2 separate regions of the Mus musculus genome follow, and region 1 is linked to region 2. The links are chromatin contacts, called in public Hi-C maps. All regions are on one chromosome and are shown on one strand. Each heading gives the region's core, a stretch centred on a gene start, on an enhancer-like site or on the middle of the called end of the contact. The rest is flanking DNA. Distances are from core to core; before and after follow the strand shown.

What was found. A called contact is a pair of places that touch in the nucleus more often than the background predicts.
Region 1: a contact with region 2 is called in a Hi-C map of cortical neurons, with 2.2 times the contacts expected there. The contact joins two enhancer-like sites.

The regions. Positions count from the first base shown.
Region 1 is chr3:159,014,563-159,018,657 of GRCm38.p6, forward strand. No RefSeq gene overlaps it. Among named protein-coding and RNA genes, the nearest start is that of Gm20752, 60 kb to the right of the region's middle. Within about 2 kb of position 2,804, at least 7 of the 459 cell types and tissues checked have an H3K27ac peak or open chromatin away from gene starts, as enhancers often do. A contact at or near this core is called in cortical neurons, where this site is marked.
Region 2 is chr3:158,277,301-158,281,422 of GRCm38.p6, forward strand. All of the region lies in intron 8 of Lrrc7 (leucine rich repeat containing 7), which reads right to left. Among named protein-coding and RNA genes, the nearest start is that of Lrrc40, 240 kb to the left of the region's middle. Within about 2 kb of position 1,486, at least 8 of the 459 cell types and tissues checked have an H3K27ac peak or open chromatin away from gene starts, as enhancers often do. A contact at or near this core is called in cortical neurons, where this site is marked.

The DNA.
Region 1 (4,095 bases), core at 1,554-4,053, 740 kb after region 2:
AGAAAATTATAAATTTCAAGATGCCTCACAACACATTCTCTTTAGCCATACCAAGAATATTGTTTCAGTCCACTGGAGTATTGCAGAGTTGACAAGTAGATGAGCCACTTCTATGTGCTGTTTCTGCCTCTGAGCTATAGTCTTTTCATTCAGTGATGCATCTTAAAAGATGCTCCTCTTACTACAACAGCTTAAAATTGAGGAAATCTTTAGGTAAGGGCACACCCACCCACCTCTGCCATTCACTAAGATGAATTTGGTAGCCTATCCATGCACTGTTCCTCTTGTGTCTTCTAAGCTAAACACAAACCAGGCTCCCTTTTCTTTTTCTGACTCCCTGGCATCCCTCAGACACTTTCCTTTGAGAATTCCTACCAGTGCACCTGGTCTTTCTTTTAATAAAAGCCTAGATATACCCACTTTCCTACAGAGAGCTTGTTGTTTTGCTTTTTAGTTTGACAACTGGATCACTGACCACCAAATAACTAGGAAGATATTGTTTCCATTTGTTATGGATCACACAACATTACATGTGTTGGCTTTCAAATTCCATAGAACTCAGCCTGCCAGGATACTTTTATCACTAAAGGAAAGAAGTCTTGATACAAAAATATAGAATTAGAAGACTCACTGACTTTGACAGAATAGGATCAGGAGAAAGAAGCTGGGCTAGGGCTCCATGTAGAGTTCTTCCCTAGCATATATGAAGGCTTGGATTTGGTTCCTATCACTACTAAAATAGTAGAAAGCCTTATCATTATCTAATTTAACATTATGACCTCTGGTGATTGTTTATTAAATTTAATATATTTTCTATATTTATATCCTAATATAAAAATGGAGCCAACAATGCCTTATCCTTATTATATTAGGTTGTCATGAAAAGTGATGCTTTGGAGCAACTTTACTTAAGAATAAACTAAAGCTGTTGCTAGAGGTACTTTGAGAATTTGAGGGAGGGTGTTAAGCAACTAGCTAAAAGATCATAAATATATGGACAAATGTCCCATTAAGTAGAAGAGAAAAGAGTATATCAAAAAATTGATGAAAATGAAGCATTCTCTCTATCTTCATGAGGAGCCCAGTACATCTCAGACAATTTAAGATGTATCTTATATATCAATATCTATCAACTCAAGGTGAATATGGGTACCATGAACTTTTTTATAGTTGTCTGAAGAACGGGAAATATTGCCATGACAAACCAAAACAGTGACAAAAAAATGTTAGATAAGTCATGATAACAGTAGGCAACACACAGTACTGATACACAAGTCACCTAATTTCTTCTTTCAGGACTCCTCAGAAGCATTGCCAGTTTATATGCAAATTTGGGAAGGAGTCACCATTGTTTTAAGTGTTAATTTACGATTATTTATACTCAGGGATGAAAGAATTGAATGATGGTGGTGATTACTATTATATTAAAGTATTTTGTAAACTGTGAAGTTCTAAACAAAAGTGATATAATCCTATACTCATAGTTTAAGATTTAATGAAACCTCTGGGTATGTACTTTCTATAATAGATGTTAGATTTTAAAATAGGAAAACATATGCAAATGTGTTTTGTGACACTGATATGCAAATCTGAGCCAATATTGAATACAGAGCAAACAAGTTACTGTATGTTTCTCCTGACCTAGCATCAGTCTATTTTTAGATATGTGCAGGAGAGCTGCTGCTTAAGGGATAATTAAAGAGCAAAGAGGGGATTGAATTTGAGAGACATTCTTCTGATTATCATTCCCACATTTATTTCTTCTAGAATAATCTTCATTACCCATAATCCAGTTAGTTAATGTTTTGTGTCAAGCACTATTTCTGAAAAAGAAACAGGGAATCAGAAATCAAAACTATTAGAGACCTATTTCTTTCTTGTACCTGCAATCAGTTCTATAATCTCAGAAACCACCCATCTGTCAGATATTTATTCCTTCTACTCCAGCATGCTAAACTTTGCCAAAGTCCAAGCAAACATGTTTTATGCATGACCTTGAAGACTAGATGACAGCAAGGAACAGAGCAACAAAAATTGCCCTTCCCACTTTCACACTCTAATTACAGCTAACACAACTGTCTTTCAGAATCCCAATTTGGTTCTTAAATTAAATCTGGGATGTCCCTAATGCATGAACAATTGCTTCCAGGATAACTGAGGTACTGGGCCTCATTCTCTATAAATGTCATTCATTTTGTCAGAATTCCCCAAAGCAAACAAATTCCTCAAGAAATCTTGATTTAGGGGAGGCACTAGACAAATACTGGCAATTAAGTCATTTAATTTATTCAGTCCACCTCTACACTAGGTGATGGGAATAAAGCAACAGTGAAGAAAAGGTCCTCCCTTTCATGATAATATACTAGATAATAAATGCATATGCAAAATACAGAAATTTTAGATAAAATAAAATTCTACTGCAATTAATGAAGATTAGTTATGATGGTCATGGAGCCTGAGCGTTTCTCAGAGAATACAGGAGGAGTATGATAAGTATCTGAAGGCAGTGAAGACCGAAGAGCAAAGCAAATGCCAAGGTTTTATAAGAGGAACTTGGTAACTGCAAGAATGCCTAAAAAGAGAGGGACTGAACCCAGAGAGACCAAGGGTTTGGGATGGTATTTTCAAGTTCTGGCCAAAATGTGGGCTTCATGAAAAGTGGAAAACATAATACTGGGACAAGAGTTTTATTCTAAAAATGATACACAGTCTTTTGTTTATTGGGATAGCTCTGAGGGCTGTATGGAGATTGAATGATCCCAGGAAAGAAAGAGTACTACATAAAGGAGACTAAGGGAAGCCAGTGTACATTGTGATATGAGACTTTGTTTTACATTTTCCCATATTCCAAACATAATTGCAAAGAATATGATTCTATGCAACTTTTTTGAGATTCCTTTTTAAAGAAGTTTGTTGCTAGGGAGGTTGCCAAGGAGACTGAGCAAAGCTTAGAAAATGAATGACTTCAGGATTTTTATGTAGACTAATTTAAATACCAGAAAGGTGCAGCCTGAGTGCTTTAATTTTACAAAGGGGGAAAACATGTGAATTATTAAATGCCAGTGAAAAGGATATGCTATATGTATGGTATACTTGTATGTACATACATATTTGTATAATGTGCATAATATATATGTGTGCTGTGTTGTACATACATCCTATGTATTTGTAGTATGTTCTCTGTATATTATATGTCAGCGTGTATGTGTGTTCTATATGTGTTGTGTGTTCAGTGTCTGTGTTCTGTGACAATAGTCATAATTCACAGGTGATTGTTCATGCATGCCTTATAGGACTACTGAAAACATTTGTTTGTTTGTTTCCTTTTTTTGTTTTTGTTTTTGTTTTTTCTGAAAACATTTGTTATGGACATTTTGTTTGTTTAATTTTTTTAGTTAACTTCTTTCTTTAAGTATTATAATTGTTTTGGCTGTATGTATGTCTGGGCACCATATGCATGCCCGGTGCCTATTGAAGGCAGAAGAGAGTGATGAATACCTTGGAACTAAAGTTTATGGATAGCTGCCATGGAGATACTGGAAACAAATCCTAGGGTTCTCTTGAAGAGAAGATAGTGCTATTAACTGCTAAGCCATTTCTCCAGACCCAGGAAGTATTTGGTTTAAGAAGATATAGCACTCAGTTCAAAAAAATTCAGGGGTGAGTGATATCCTACAGAAAGTAAAAGCACTTGTTTCAAAAGCATGGGGATCTGCGTTCAAATCCCTAGAGCTCTAATAAAAAGCTTAACATGGCTGGATACTCACTGTTGGCCTTAATCCCAACAGTGTTGGGCTGTGATGTGCTAAGACAGAAGTATTGCTGGAGTTTGCTAACCACTAGCCTATCTCAGGATTCAGGAAAATCTAGTCTCAAAGAAATGAGGTAGAGAGTGGTAAGAGGAGATCAGATTTCCTCCACTGGCCTCTGAGTCACACACCTGTGCATACAACACACACACGTATACACACATCTAATTCATATGAAATTTTACTTAAATATTCATTTCCCTATTTCTGAGTAGTATATTTTGGTCTTCATCTTTGTCTTTTCTAAAATTTCTTGTGATTGCCAATGTGCTTTTAACTAAAATTA
Region 2 (4,122 bases), core at 236-2,735:
AACTTAAGGAAAACATCTCTGTATACTACTCTGGTGCAGCAGTTAAGCCATTTGATGACATTGCCAACATGTTTGAAAACAAAAATTAGCAACAAAACTGAACATCTGGTATGCTCTCCCTAAAGCCCGGGTAGTGGTTGTCAAGTGATGTGAGATAAAGAGAATGTAAATTATATTTGAATTATTAAGTGACCAAAAATCTTTTGTGATAGACAGATTGTTTAATGCACTTAGCTTCTATTAACTTACAGTCTTGAAAAAAAAATGTAAGCATTGGCTACCTGCCCAGCTGCTTGGTGTGACTAGATGCACTGAGGTACTTACTTCATGTCATGGCACCTGCTTTCTTGTAGCAAAAGTTCGTTGGGAACTCCCCTATTGACCCCAAGATGTAAAGAAAGAAAATGAATGAATGAATGAATGAATGAATAAACAAATAAACAAAAAGTTACAGCTCTTCTGTGTGCAGTTTCCAGTCTTCTTGGGGGATATATTTATACTACTCCCTCATTTATACCATGTCCAATTCCTTTCATTCTTGAAGCTTCTGTTCCTACAACCACCTTGATTTTCTCCTGCATCCCCTTTTCCTTTCTGCATGGCCATTCCCATTAGCTTGTAAGGACACTTTGCTCCAATAGTTTCCATCAGACTCTCCTTGTTCAGTTATACCTCACAGCTTGGTTTTGTAATTAAGCCTGAAGGAATTCTCTGTATTTGCTTTCTGCTAATCTATACTTTCCAACCATTCTGATGAGCTGAACACACTGCACTCCTGAAATAGCTCCCATTGATCTATTGATGACCCATCTAGCTGAGGCTGATCTGCAGCTTTCTCTTCCTGTCTTACTTGACTTCTCATCAGTGATGGGTACAGCTGACTCCTCTCAGTTGTCTTTTTCTGGATTTCTGCTGCTCTCCCTGTATGGCTTTTACTTTTTAACTCTTTGTCCCCCACTTTTAGGGTATTTTATAGGCTTCTCCTCAATGCTCAAACAATAAAAAATTGATATGTTCAAAATTCAGGTCTGGGTCTTATCATATACTCCCTCCTTTGACAACTTCAGTGAGTGCCTTAATTTTAAATTTTGCTATGTGTGGATGATTCTTAGGTTTGCATTTCTTCTTCCTTGAGTAGATGCTTTTTGCAACTGCCTATACTTGATTGTTTTGCCAATTTCAGAAAACCATGCTTCTCTTCACCTGCTCCTCTTCTATTTTTCGCCATATCCAGAAACTGCTCTGAAGCATGTCTAACCTGAACTAGGGAAGCTCTCTAGTTTCTGTTTCTTCCTCTTATGGTATTCTGTTTGTCAAACTGCCTCTGAGTCCAGCATGACTTCTTTCTTCTTGCTTACCATCTTCAGAGCTACTGTCTTACATGCAGTGACAATTTGCAAACATTCTCTGCTGCAGTGGTTTCCTGACAGCATTCCTCTTTCAGTCAGTTTTGCATGACTCTACAGAGCAGCTGGCTGGTCCTGGTAGTTCTTACATTCTGCCACAGATTTCTCTTGCTGAAAGTCTCAGTGGCTTCTTAAGAACAGCATGCATCCTAATTCTGAAACACAGCTCACAAAATTCTCGTAATTTTGCTTCACACACTGCTTGCCTCTATTCTTAGACCTCCTCACCCAAGCTCACCACACTTAAAGTACTCTGGCTTTCTCTTCGACACATCAAGCTTATGTTGTATAAATGTCTCAAGCTTCACATTTGTGGTCCCCATGACTTCTCTTCTTCTCTAGATTGCACCTTTCACATTCTCACTTCAAAACACAAACTCTACCTTTTTACAAAGGTCTCCCATGAGCAATTTATCTAAAATTGAAAGAGATTGCCAAACTCTCCTCAAACACACAGATACCAAGATTCTCTAATCTTCCAATTTCTTCAGAGCATCCATGTATATTTCTTTTTTTATTAGATATTTTCTTCATTTACATTTCAAATGCTATCCCCAAAGCCCCCTATACCCTCCCCCTGCCCTGCTTCCCAACCCACCCACTCCTGCTTCCTGGCCCTGGCATTCCCCTGTACTGGGGCATATGATCTTTGCAAGACCAAGGGCCTCTCCTCGCATTGATGGCTGACTAGGCCATCCTCTGCTACATATGCAACCTGAGACACAGCTCTGGGGGGGGGGAGGTGGTACTGGTTCTTTCATATTGTTGTTCCTCCTATAGGATTGCAGACCCCTTTATCTCCTTGGGTACTAAGTGGTCGTATTTTGTTGTCTGCTTCACCACCACAGTTGAAAGTCACTGATGTGGAGTGACTTCTACTTGCCACTGTTATATCTATCCTAAAAGAGAGTCTAACTTATATCTGATATATGAATTACTACAGCTATTTCTAATAGACTTTCCTTATTATATGAAGTGAGAGTTTATCAGGATGATGGAGATCAGCCTACATTTTCTTTTTAGAGAGTTAAGGGCTAACAGTGGGTGAAAACAGGCTTATGGTCTTAAAAGTCACATAGGTTTTGACATTGCTGTGTGCAGTGATCACATATAGGTTTTGATGGTGCTATACAAGCTATGAGAAAGCAAGGCTTTTCATTTATTTTCTCTTAAAAATGTAGGCATCAGAACTTCGTTTTATGAATCAAATATGCATTCTAAAATGTACATCTATTTAAATGGATGCAATAATTCAAGACATGTCTTTTAACATTGTCTTTATGTAAGAATTGTGATTCATTTTTTCTTTTGGAAATTGCATAAAACACTTAAGCAGAATGGAAAGTTTGCTATTAGAGACATTTAATTTAGAAGTGCATTGCAAAATGCAGTAGCCAAAAATTATCCTTAACAATATTTTAGTGTAATTAAAACATAAAAATTATCAAAGTGCCCTGAACATTTCCAAGACACTACAATTGTTGCTTTTTAATCCATCCACATGCCAAGATGCATTATTATATCTCATCTTTTAAAAATGTATATAAATTCAAAAGGTTGATAAGAGTTATAGTTTTTCAATCAAATTAACTTCATTTTCAATCTTGTTCATAATATTACAGAGGATTTATTTTATGGCTAGAAAAGATTGCCATTAAATGATAAATGTGAACAAAAGTCCTATAAGGCTATAAATAAAGTTTAAATTTACAAAGAAAAAAATATAATTATAATGTAGTTGGGGAAAAGACTTGGGCCTTTCTGAATGAATTTTAAAAACCAAATATGTGTTTTATTTTAAATAAAATAGTCAATAGAGTAAGTATTTTGACAAAGAAAAAAATCCCACAATGTTTAAAGGCCATAAAGGACAAAATAAAATCTTATTACACCAAGAGGAAATAGAAAATATGATTTAGAGAAACAAAAGTCATGGAATTGGCATCTTACATGAATTTTTAAAAAATATTTCTCAGCTCTGATCTTTAATGCCATATAAACTATGTCAAACAATAGGAATTTAGAAATAACTTTCTTCATTTGTTTAGCAGAAACTAAGGATTTTTAAAGATGTATGCCCCATCATGCCACAGGTGCATGTGTTCCACAATGTTCATAGCGGCCTTATTCATGATAGCCAGAAGCTGGAAACAACCTAGATGTCCCATGACAGAAGAATGGATACAGAAAATGTGGTTCATTTACACAATAGAATACTACTCAGCTATTAAGAATTAGGACTTCCTGAGTTTTGCAGGCAAATGGATGGAACTAGAAAATATCATCCTGAGTGATGTAACTCAGACACAAAAGGACATGCATGGTATGTACTTACTAATAAGTGGATATTAGCCAAAAAAAAAAAAAGTACAGAATACCCAAGATACAGTCCACAGAACTCAAAAAGCTCAACAAGCTGAAGTGTCCAAGTGAGGGCACCTCAGTCCCACTTGGGAGAGAGAAGAAAGCAATCACAAATCAGGAGGGAGAGAGGGAGGGAGAGAGAGAGAGAGAGAGGGAGGGACCTGGGAGGGAAAGTGGACAGGGTTGGTGGGGAGTAGGGGGGAGAGGGGAACCTGATCTGATATTGGGTGAGGGAAAAGGACTGAAGCCCTGAGGGCCAGCAGAAAGAATGTATACAGGCAACCTCAGGAAATAGGAAGTTGGGGATACTCCCCAGAATGCATCAGAGACCTGGGAGATTCCCTGGACTCAA